Linked DNA regions of Mus musculus: region 2 is linked to region 1. Evidence: chromatin contacts called from public promoter capture Hi-C data. All regions are on one chromosome and are shown on one strand. The core of a region is the stretch at or near the end of the contact, and the rest is flanking DNA. Distances in the headings are between cores, read along the strand shown.

Region 1 (5,260 bases), core at 294-2,793:
CGCAAGCTCTGACCAGGGTGCTGAATCATCCCAGCTCAGCGTGTTTTAAAAATCGTATGGGGTGCTGGTGACTGTGCCCAGAGCCTCACATTGCATGGCACATGCTGCCCCCCTGAACTGTATCTCATCTCCAGACCCCACCTGAGCATCTGTACTCCAAAGTTGGGTGTTATGCAGAACGCAGAGCTCAGAACAGGGCCTGGTCCACTTCTCCGTTTTAAAATTCTGGGGCCAGCTGGTGCCCCAGTGCTACAGGAGGCTGAGGGGAAGACGAGCGGGAGTGAACAAGAATCCTATACCCGGGCGGGCGACCATCCCTAATGAGATCTGATGCCCCCTTCTGGGATGTCTGAAGACAGCTACAGTGTGCTTACATATAAGTAAATCTGAAAGAAAGAAAGAAAGAAAGAAAGAAAGAAAGAGAGAGAGAGAGAGAGAGAGAGAGAGAGAGAGAGAGAGAGAGAGAAAGAGAGGGGGGGAAATGGAGTGAATAGAGAGCAAAGGGAACAGAGGAACAGAGAGAGAGAGTTTCCTATTTCTAAGGGCATCTGAAGTTCCCAGATTCCAAAAACAAAAAGGTAGAGAGGGGGCCTTGTGGGAACAGCAGCTGATACAGTCTATTGCTTTAAACCAAGACAAAGTCTCTTTCCACTCACAGACTGCCCACCACCCAGAGTTTGAAGGGACTGAGGATACCTGGGAACAGGGGAGTCAGAAAAGGAATGTCACTGGGCAGGGCGGGGGAGGGGAGAGAGGGGGCGGGCTTAAAACTGCTGGGGGTTCTGCATGAGGCTAGGTATGGGGCCTGGGTGATGGTATCGAACTGAGATAGGCCTGACTGTATCTGCATATATTTTGTGTGATTGGGGTGGGGGTTGGGGGGTAAATAGTGTGTGTGTGTGTGTGTCCTGGAGTGACTGTGGGACTGTACATGTATCCATGCCTGTCTCTGTACCTGTGTAAGTGTGTGTGTGTGTGTGTGTATACTCAGAAAAAGCCCCTTGCAGGCAACAAGATTCAGCACAGCTGTGGAGCCCCACTCTTGATCTTCCACACCTTGTAAAGGGAGTGTGGTAAGGTGGTTTCAAAGGCTTCTCTCTGCAAGCCTGCAGCTCGGCTGTCCTTGCTGAGCTGGCATCTGTGCCTCCTGTGCCAGCTTGCTCGCTGGTGGTGAGCTCAGGTTGATCTCCCGGTGGTAGGAAAGTTGGTGCTGGTACATGGGCAGCTCATAATGGAAGTTTGGAGACAGGTCCATGTCCACTTTGGGAGACACCAGCATTTTACCCGCCCACGGTCTGATCCTCCTGGAATAGTTATCAAATGGTTTCGAAGGTGCTCGTCAGATGACGTAATCCCTAGAGAGAATTCTGCTGCCCTACCTGTACCATTGGTCACTGCCTGCCCCACCCCTGCCACCTCCAGCCAGGCTGTCCCTGGAAATTGGGGTAAAGGAAACGCCAAGGCCACTGTGAAAGCTTCTTGTCACCTCCCAGGGGGCGGTGCCCCTCCTTGATACTTAGGGCTGGAGCATAAGGAAGAAGCTGTTTCAGTCACCCAGGTGGTGCGGCAGGTGGGCCAGAGGAGGGCTGGCAGCCTGCCAACCACAAGGGGCATTCTCTTCCCTTCCAGGCTGCGGTCACAAAGGACCAGTAAGGCTGTGGCAATACCAGTAACTGAGAATGGCCCGGGCCCTGGAACAAGCAGATGGCAGATGGGCCTGGGTGGTCCTCCTATCCTCCCTGGTGACGCAGGCCCTCACCCTGGGCTTCCCCACCTGCATCGGTGTCTTCTTCACTGATCTGCAGCGCGACTTTCAGGCCAGCAACAGTGAGACCTCGTGGTTTCCTTCCATCCTGGGAGCCATGGTCCACGGTGGGGGTGAGTAGCTTGAGGAGGAGGCGTGGGAAGAAGGGTCTGTTGGGGGGCTGGGGAGGGCGTGATCTTCCTGACTTACCACATCCCTCTCTCTGAAGTCATAGGCTTCCTGAGATCTGCTTGATCTGAGCAGGGCCTGGCTCACCTGGCTAGAGTCCCAGCTACACTGAGTCCTGTCGGGGGAGGGCTGTTTTGCATTAGGGATGGGAGACGGAGGGCCACCTGAGGCACAAATCCAATCCGTGATCCCAGAGTCCTCTTGGTGACTGTTCTGGAGCAGAGGCATTCAATGACACTCTGAGTGACAGCTGGTACTGGGACCATCAGACCCAGGCTGGGCCATCTCCCAGGACTTTCTATCCTACAGTAAGGAGACAACAGCCAGCACCCTGTCCAGCTCCTGTGTTAAGTGGTGACAGAGACCTCGTGGGTCCTGGAACTAGGAGCAATTAGGAAATATGTGGGGGTGTCAATTATTAGTCAATTAGAGATGGGCCTCGGTGAGAGACTGGAGACTAGGCATCCTGTGAAAACCCCAACTTACCAGCCAGCTTCGGGCTCACTACCCTGTTGTAGCTTCAGGAACATGTTGAGCCCATTGCTCACCCAGAGGGTTGGAGAGCAGAGGCCAGCAAGCACCAAGTGCCTCCGGGGACCGGGGAGGGGACTGAAAGCAGAGGACACAGGTGGCTCAAGATCCCCGCCCCAACTCCACTCCCTCCCTATGACTCAGAGCTCTTCCCAAGGTCACCTTCCTGAGGCGGGTGAAGTCTAGGAGGTGGGGAAGACTGTGTGTAGCTGCCGTCACACCCAACCAAAGCCTCCTTTCACTTGACAGTAGCCAGACAGAGCAGGCCGCTCAGCAGCAGAGTCGGCAAGACTGCGTGTGAGCACCAAGACAGTTATACTCTCTCCCTTTGATGTTCTCAGATCTTCACTGGTTCACACCATGCTTCCTCCCGTCGTCAAAGACACACATGAGCGTGCTGCTCTGTGTGCACACACTTTCTCTGCCCTCTGGCAAAGTAACTGGGGGAAACTCCATTGTATGTGTTTCCTGGGAGCAGGATGCTTGTGAATGTGAGCCTGTGAGATATCTAGGAGCAGTTGGCCAGTCCGACTGGTTTCTACTGGCCAGAATGTTGGATTAGTGAGAAAGTCACTGGGGTGAGTCAGGCCCTGCTCTACATGGAGCCGAATGTTTAAGTTTGGATTCAGGAAACTTCAGGTTGGCTTGCTTTAGTGGCTTCCTTCCTTCCTTCCTTCCTTCCTTCCTTCCTTCCTTCCTTCCTTCCTTCCTTCTTTTTCTCTCAGTCTTCTCCCTTCAGTATCTCTCAGACTCTCACTCTTCCAGCTTCTGTCTCTGTATTTCCCCCTCTTAGAATCTCTCCCTGTGTTATTCTTTCTCCCTCTCCAAATCTCAATCTTTCTGTCACTCCTTTCAATCTCTCTCTCTCTCTCTCTCTCTCTCTCTCTCTCTCTCTCTCTCTCTCTCTCTCTCTCTCTCTCTCCAAAAGAGCCAAAGGCCTACATACTGAACATGCTCTCCAGCCCTAGATGCAAGGATTGGGCGGTGGCTGGAACCAGCAAGCAAGGGGAGCAGACATCTGGTCTGATGTTCTCCCTAGCACTCCAAAGGTCAGAGTGAGGAGGTGCAGAGTGGTCCAGGACCCAGGTCAGATGTATGAGGTTGGACTGTTGGGGTGGGTGGAAGGGAAGGCTGGAGGGGAATGCTGAGATCAAATGTTCTAGGAGGTTCTTTCTGGAGCAAACCACAAGCAAGGGTGGATGTTCACGTAGGCTGCGATCCCAAACTGCAATTGTTCTCGGCTGAGGTTAGTGAAGGGCTCGCTATGCCCTCCACATGTCCTTATCATGGTTACACCGCTCAACAGCTAGTCCGACCACTCATACTGTAGCGGGAGGAAACTGAGGCAGCTTTGCTGGGACCACCTGGCCAGACTGTGGCAAGGTGGCGACCAGAAGCCATGCTATCAGATTTTAGTTATCTCTTAAGCCCCCGGCTAGTTCCTCTGAGCACCTCTCACCCAGCCCTACTGTGCCCTGACTCCACACCTCCTCACCCACTGCTACCTTTCTTGCCTACAGGACCCCTGTGCAGCATCTTGGTCAAACATTTCGGCTGCCGAGTGACCATGATGCTGGGGGGTGTGCTGGCCAGCCTGGGCATGGTAGTCAGCACCTTCTCTGGCTCGCTCACCCACCTCTTCCTCACCGCAGGAGTGATCACAGGTAACCATGACTCTCTCGAAAGTGCCGGGTGGGTGGAACTGCTTATAGTCTAGAGGAGAAGTCAGGTGTGGGGGCTGGGTACATAAGAATGTTTAGATACGGGCTGGAGAGATGGCTCAGCGGTTAGGAGCACTGACTGCTCTTCCAGAGGTCCTGAGTTCAATTCCCAGCAACCACATGGTGGCTCACAACCAATGGGATCCGATGCCCTCTTCTGCTGTGTCTGAAGACAGCGACAGTGTGCTCACATACATAAAATAAATAAGTCTTCTGGGTTTTTTTTTTTTTTTTTTTTTTGGTGGGTTTGGTTTTTTTTTTTTTTTTTTTTTTTTTTTGGTTTTTCGAGACAGGGTTTCTCTGTATAGCTCTGGCTTCCCTGGAACTCACTTTGTAGACCAGGCTGGCCTCGAACTCAGAAATCCGCCTGCCTCCCAAGTGCTGGGATTAAAGGCGTGCGCCACCACCGCCCGGCTTTTTTTTTTTTTTTTTTTTTTTTTAAAGAATGTTTAGATACTTGAGAGTATACGAGAGGCCAGGGCTGAGAGTGTGACAGCATCCCTGCCTGAGAGAATAGCAACAAGTTTAAAGAAGTCTTAAAGAAAGCAGTCTAGGGCTACATAATGAGATCCAGCTTTCAGGCTCATTGTGAGTTGGAGGCCAGACTGGACTATGTAAGTTCCAAACCAGCTTGAGCTATAGAATCAAACCCTGTCTCAAGCAAACAAGCCAATGAAAAAGGCCTACTCACTGCATGGTCAGGGAGCAAGAGAGAGAAAAACCAGAAGGTCCCAGTGGCCCTTTGAGGACAGTGAGGACATAACACCACTGCCCCAAAGATCTCCCATGAACACCCCAACTCTCTCTTTGGTTTACTTAAAAAATACATTTATTTATTTTCATTTTCTGTGTACCAGTACGTGTGTCTGTACATCACACTCATGTCTGGTACCCTAGGAGGCCAAACTTAGAGCATCAGATCCTCTAGAACTGAAGTTACAGAGAGTTGTAAACCACCATGTGGGTTCTGGGCCTTCAGCCCAAGGCCTCTGGAAGAGCAGTCAGTGCTCTTGACCACTGAGTATTGGCTCTAGTTCCTAGGCCCTGTGTCTTAAAGTTTTCACTCTGCCAATAG
Region 2 (4,686 bases), core at 1,893-4,392, 140 kb before region 1:
GCTGCCCAGCGTCATGTGCTGCAGCCGTCGGCTCAGGGTGCTGGACGTGAGGCTGGAGAAGCTGAGAGTGTCGGAGCGCTCGGCCAGCTCGCGCCGGTAGCGCCGCTCCATGCGCTCGTGGTGCTTGCGCTGCATCTTGGCGCACTCGCGGATGCGCCGCTCTGCCTCGCGGAAGGCCTTGTCCTTCAGCTTGCCCACCAGCTTGGGGTTGAGGCTGCTCTGCTTGGCCGCGATGGAATCCAGATAGCGTACGCACTCCATGTGGCCCTTCATAGCGGCCATGTCCAGTGGCGTGTGGTAGTCATTGTCCAGGCACCAGATGTTGGCCCCGAAGGAGACGAGGAAGGACAGGCAGTGCAGGTGACCATTGGAAGCTGCCAGATGCAAGGGTGTGTTTCCCCAGATGTCACACTTATCCGGGTCACCCCTGTAGGGACAGCAGATGGAAAGGTAGGATGAGTCCCTTTAGCAAGCCAGACCTGGGGTCTAATTGGAATATTGTGGAGGGGAGGGGGAGGGGGAGAAGGAGGAGAAGGAGGAGGAGATGAAGAAGGGGAAGGAGAAGGAGAAGGAGGAGAAGGAGAAAGAGAAGGAGAAGAAGGAGAAGGAGGAGAAGAAGGAAAAGAAGGCAAACCCCTGGACCTGGAATGTAGCAGCCACTAAAGCGGAAGTTCTTAACCTATGGATCATGACCCTGTATCTCATATTTTACATTATGATTCATAACAGTAGCAAAATTAGTTATGAAGTAACAACAAAATAATTTTATGGTTGGTGATCAACATGGGGAAACTGTATTAAAGAGTCTTAGCATTTAAAGGGTCGTAGCGTTAGGAAGATTGAAAACCACTACCCTAAAATAAACCCATGGGGCTGAGACCTAGATTTCCAGACCAGCAGGCTTGAGTCAACAGATGCTTCAGGATTACCAAAAACTCTGTGTGTGTGTGTGTGTGTGAGAGAGAGAGAGAGAGAGAGAGAGAGAGAGAGAGAGAGAGAGAGAGAGAGAGACAGAGAGACAGAGAGACAGAGAGACAGAAAGACTGAGAGAGCTAACCCACAAAGGGGCGGGGCTACCTAGGAGGCGGGGTGGGGCGGGCCTTCCCCTAGAGAACTGAGGCTGGGAATCTCAGGGGATAAATATTTGATGCGCTGAGAGAAAGGAGTGAATTATTCATGGGCCCTGCGGGGAGCTGGCCCAGAGTGGTGGTGGGCCAGGCCTGAGTCTGGGTCTCTAGGCAGGTGCGGTGGCCTGTGAAGCCACATGTTACAGGGTGACTGTGTCAGAGAACTAGAGGGTGGTGTGTGTGTGTGTACGTTAGGCTTAAGCCTGGGAGAACGTGAGAGGGTGCGCGCTGGTACACAGTGGGCACCGCCATGTCTGCAGGGAGCGGGGCCAGGCCTGGCAATGCCAGTGTTAGAGCAGGTGTCGGGTCTTGGCCTGAGCCAGAAGGGGACTGTGGGGACAGCCAGAACTAGAGAGGAAGAGGGCGGCGACCTGGCCACGCTGCTCTCCCTAGTTCAGGCTGCCCTACGGAGCTTTGCCCCCTCCCTCTCTAATGCCCTCCACATCTGACTCCAGCCCACCCAACTCTGCTGGCTTCCGTGGGAATCTTGCCTCTCTCGGGGTTTAGCACGGGGCCCTGCCCCACACCAATGAGGCCACAAGGCCAGCTCAGGTCTGGGGGAAGAATCACTCCCTTATCTCAACACCGCCCCTCCCCGCAGCTTCCCCCTCTGATTACCAAGTCTCTAGAACCTCAGAGCTTTGGACAGCTCTCTTTCCTTCCATACCTCCCTCCTTGCTCCTGCACGAGACTCCCATGAGCCTCTATGATGGAAGGGGCAGGGGATATAGTAGCAGTGTTTGCCCTCCTGGAGTAGGGCTCTGTCTCAGCTGTACCATTCCACACTGTCCCCACATGCTGCTAGACCGAAGGAGCAGACACAGAAGAAGAGGGGACCATGTCCCTACATATCCAGGGTCCCCTCCAATTCCATGATCAGCACAATCCCTGCCTCTGACCTTGACCCCTAGATAGAGCCTGAGACGTTCACATGAGACCTCTTGAGACATCCTTTTCCTGTCTAGGCCACACCAGTCCTACTAAACTGTTGGTGGGTAGGATATTTCCAGTAATGTGATTTAGTCCCCTTCCCCCACCCCAAACCACTTTAGTGACCCTGAATCTACGTTGCCTGACTCCTCCTCCAGACCCCTGGACTCTGTGCCCACCCTCCCTCCCAGGACAACGCCAGAGAGAGGATGGGGTGGAGGGCAGATGTCCTTTCTACACACTACAGTTCCCCACTCCTGAGTCCTGCAGAGGGGGAGGGATACAGAGAGTTAATCAGTGGCGGAACCAGTGACATTTGGTAGTGTGGACAGTGCCTGTAAACCCCAGAAGAGTGATAGGAAGGCACAGGTCAGGGTGAAGCCCGGTCCGTGGGAGCTAGCGGAGTTGTAGGGACAGCCTTTCTGGCTGCTAGACTGGGAAGTAGGCAGCGAAGGTCTTTCCTTCCTGGCCTCCCCAGTTCAAGGCCCCTGGAGATTTCCCAGCCTTCTCTCTGGTTCCCACCTACCTTTCACTCTTGCTTCCAGGCACCCTCCCCCCCCCAAAGTGTCTGATTTTTGAATACCTCTGCAGCCCCCATCCCATAATCATGGGTCCGATCCCCAAATCGAAGTTCCTCTCCTCTAATCCCTGCATCCAGTCCACAACTGTCACAAGCTCAGTTTATGTCCCTTCCACCTGTGTCTCTCTAAGTACAGCAGGCTGCACGGCCCCACCTTAGGGTCTGTCCGTAGGGGGAAAGGGCAGCTCAGGCAAGAGGGTAAGTGATGCCATGAGGTTTGGGACACCGGGTTCCAGGAAGTTCTTCCTGGTTTTCCTGGCTAGGCAGAGGGCATACTCACCCGCGGCTCACAATGAGGCGCAGAGACTCCAGGTTGCCATGGTAGGCAGCCCAGAGAGTCGGGGTCATGCCATCCTCGTCAGGGGCATTCAGCTCCTTCCGGGTGGCCTCCTTGAGGAGTTCCAGATAGCCATCCCTGGCGGCCCGGTGATACTGGTCATTCATGGCGCCCAAGTTGGACGGGACGGGCAAGGGGCACCGAGAATTGTCCCCGGACGGGGAGGACTGCCGGGTTAGGGCTGAGGCATGAGGTTGAGGGAAGGGGCTGGGCTGGGGCCTGGGCCGCCTGCCCCTGCTGCCGCAGATGGTGGATGCGGAGCGCCAGAGCCGCGACTACAGACGACTACAGACTACCGGGACATCTGAGCTGCACACCGGGGAAGGGAGGGGGGAAATCTCTCACTGCCCAGGGAGCCGCCCAGGAGCTTCCCCTGGGTCCTAAACGCCATGCTCTTCAGCACACAGACGTGACTCAAGTGAAATTCAGTTCTCTCGCTCCAAAAGCGCCCACTCTGGCGTTGCAGCCCTTGAAGCCCAATATAGGGACATTTAATACGGCCTAGACAGAACTCCGGGTGCTGGGTTCCCTGATTTCTTCACCAGTCAAAAGGACAGGTGAAAAGCTGACGAATAATGTGTGAGGGTGGGATGGAGAGGCAATTCTGATCTGGAGGACAGTGGGTCCAGAGGAGCAGGAGGACCCACCGCAAGACCTTCATCCGCAAGCAGGGCGCAGCAGTCCTGCGGTCAGCCTACACTCGTGGGGGGGGGGGGGGTGTCAAACAACAGTTCTCCAGCAGGGGGCGCTAGACGACTGCAGCCCGATTGAGGGCACCGCGTGGGAACCAGACTTTGCAGCATCCAACCAGCATCTCTGGGCAGCAGTAGTAGGGATACAGGAAGACCGAATTCGGATCACTCTGAGGGCAGGTGGGAAAAGAGGAACTGTTGTCCCGATCTCGGGACAGCAAGCAAGATCCAAAATTCCGTCCAGTTCCTGAGCTGCGACGGAGTCTAGGTGCAAGCGGGCAACGGGGGTGGGGGTCAGCTCTGCAGTCTTTGGGTGGGTGTGATCTCTGAGCACCAGGTTACAGTGGGCGCTGGGGGGCAGAGGACCCTCTGTGTACGGCAATATGGGGCCGTGCCCGAACCCTGGCAGCACCAGCGCGACAGGGTAAGGGAATCTTAACAGGTAAATATAAATCTCACCTTATCTGGCTTCCCTAAATTCAGCTCGGAGAAAAGATGGATCATGTGAGTGGGACTGAGAGGTTTATGGAGCCGAACTCTTGTGGCTGTAAATCACTCTGCCCTCTCCGGTATAAAGCACCGGTCCAGCCCGGCGTGGGAGAGAGGAGACGCTTGCTGCCCCTTGACCCCCAACTTGGTGTCGGCTCCCGGTGCAGCCAGGTGCGTGTCCCTGGCCAGGGGACTGTCAGATTTGGGGAGTGGGACTTTGTAAAGGATTCAGCCTAGGGCCGCTTCTTCTTCTCTCTGTACAATATTTCCAGGCCAGGTAGGGAAGGTACAGCTTTCAGATTTTCTCGTTTTCCCCAGTGCTTGGTCCAGCACCCTTAGTCCCCACATTCCGGGGTCCCCAAATCCAGGGATCACATGGGAGGAAAGGAGAGCCCCCTGAGTTGACTTAGAATCCTGTCCTTGCCCCCCCCCCGCCCCGACTTCGGACCTCGCAGTGATCCCTTCAACCTCCTCCAGTCGCCCCCACCATGTCGGAGGAACTGGTCCCGCATCCCAATGAGAGCCTGCCGG

Evidence for each region. Capture Hi-C pulls out chosen DNA fragments and counts their contacts.
Region 2: a contact with region 1 is called in a promoter capture Hi-C map of adipose tissue. The contact joins the promoter of Ush1g here to the promoter of Slc16a5 in region 1. A contact is called at or near these places in 12 of 39 promoter capture datasets (HPC-7-derived erythroid cells, the SN4741 cell line, Sertoli cells and 8 more), 2 of 15 datasets of contacts at CTCF or cohesin (the NIH/3T3 cell line and embryonic stem cells), 39 of 484 Hi-C or Micro-C datasets (the AML12 cell line, the C2C12 cell line, CD4 T cells and 26 more), 17 of 115 datasets of contacts at active chromatin or transcription factors (the SCID.adh cell line, SST interneurons, bone marrow-derived macrophages and 10 more) and 5 of 9 other capture datasets (adipose tissue, embryonic stem cells, liver and 2 more).

Annotation. Positions count from the first base shown.
Region 1 is chr11:115,460,930-115,466,189 of GRCm38.p6, forward strand. Slc16a5 (solute carrier family 16 (monocarboxylic acid transporters), member 5) reads left to right here and starts at 1,544. Exons shown (of 4, transcript NM_001080934.1): 1 at 1,544-1,878; 2 at 3,985-4,128. The coding sequence starts at 1,680. Gm11695 (a long non-coding RNA gene) reads right to left here and starts at 2,785. Exons shown (of 4, transcript XR_001780362.2): 1 at 2,420-2,785; 2 at 2,021-2,146; 3 at 1,775-1,886; 4 at 981-1,304.
Region 2 is chr11:115,318,776-115,323,461 of GRCm38.p6, forward strand. Ush1g (USH1 protein network component sans) reads right to left here and starts at 3,143. Exons shown (of 3, transcript NM_176847.3): 1 at 2,918-3,143; 2 at 1-427. The coding sequence starts at 3,081. Otop2 (otopetrin 2) reads left to right here and starts at 3,755. Exons shown (of 8, transcript NM_001362400.1): 1 at 3,755-3,846; 2 at 4,150-4,326; 3 at 4,611-4,686. The coding sequence starts at 4,644.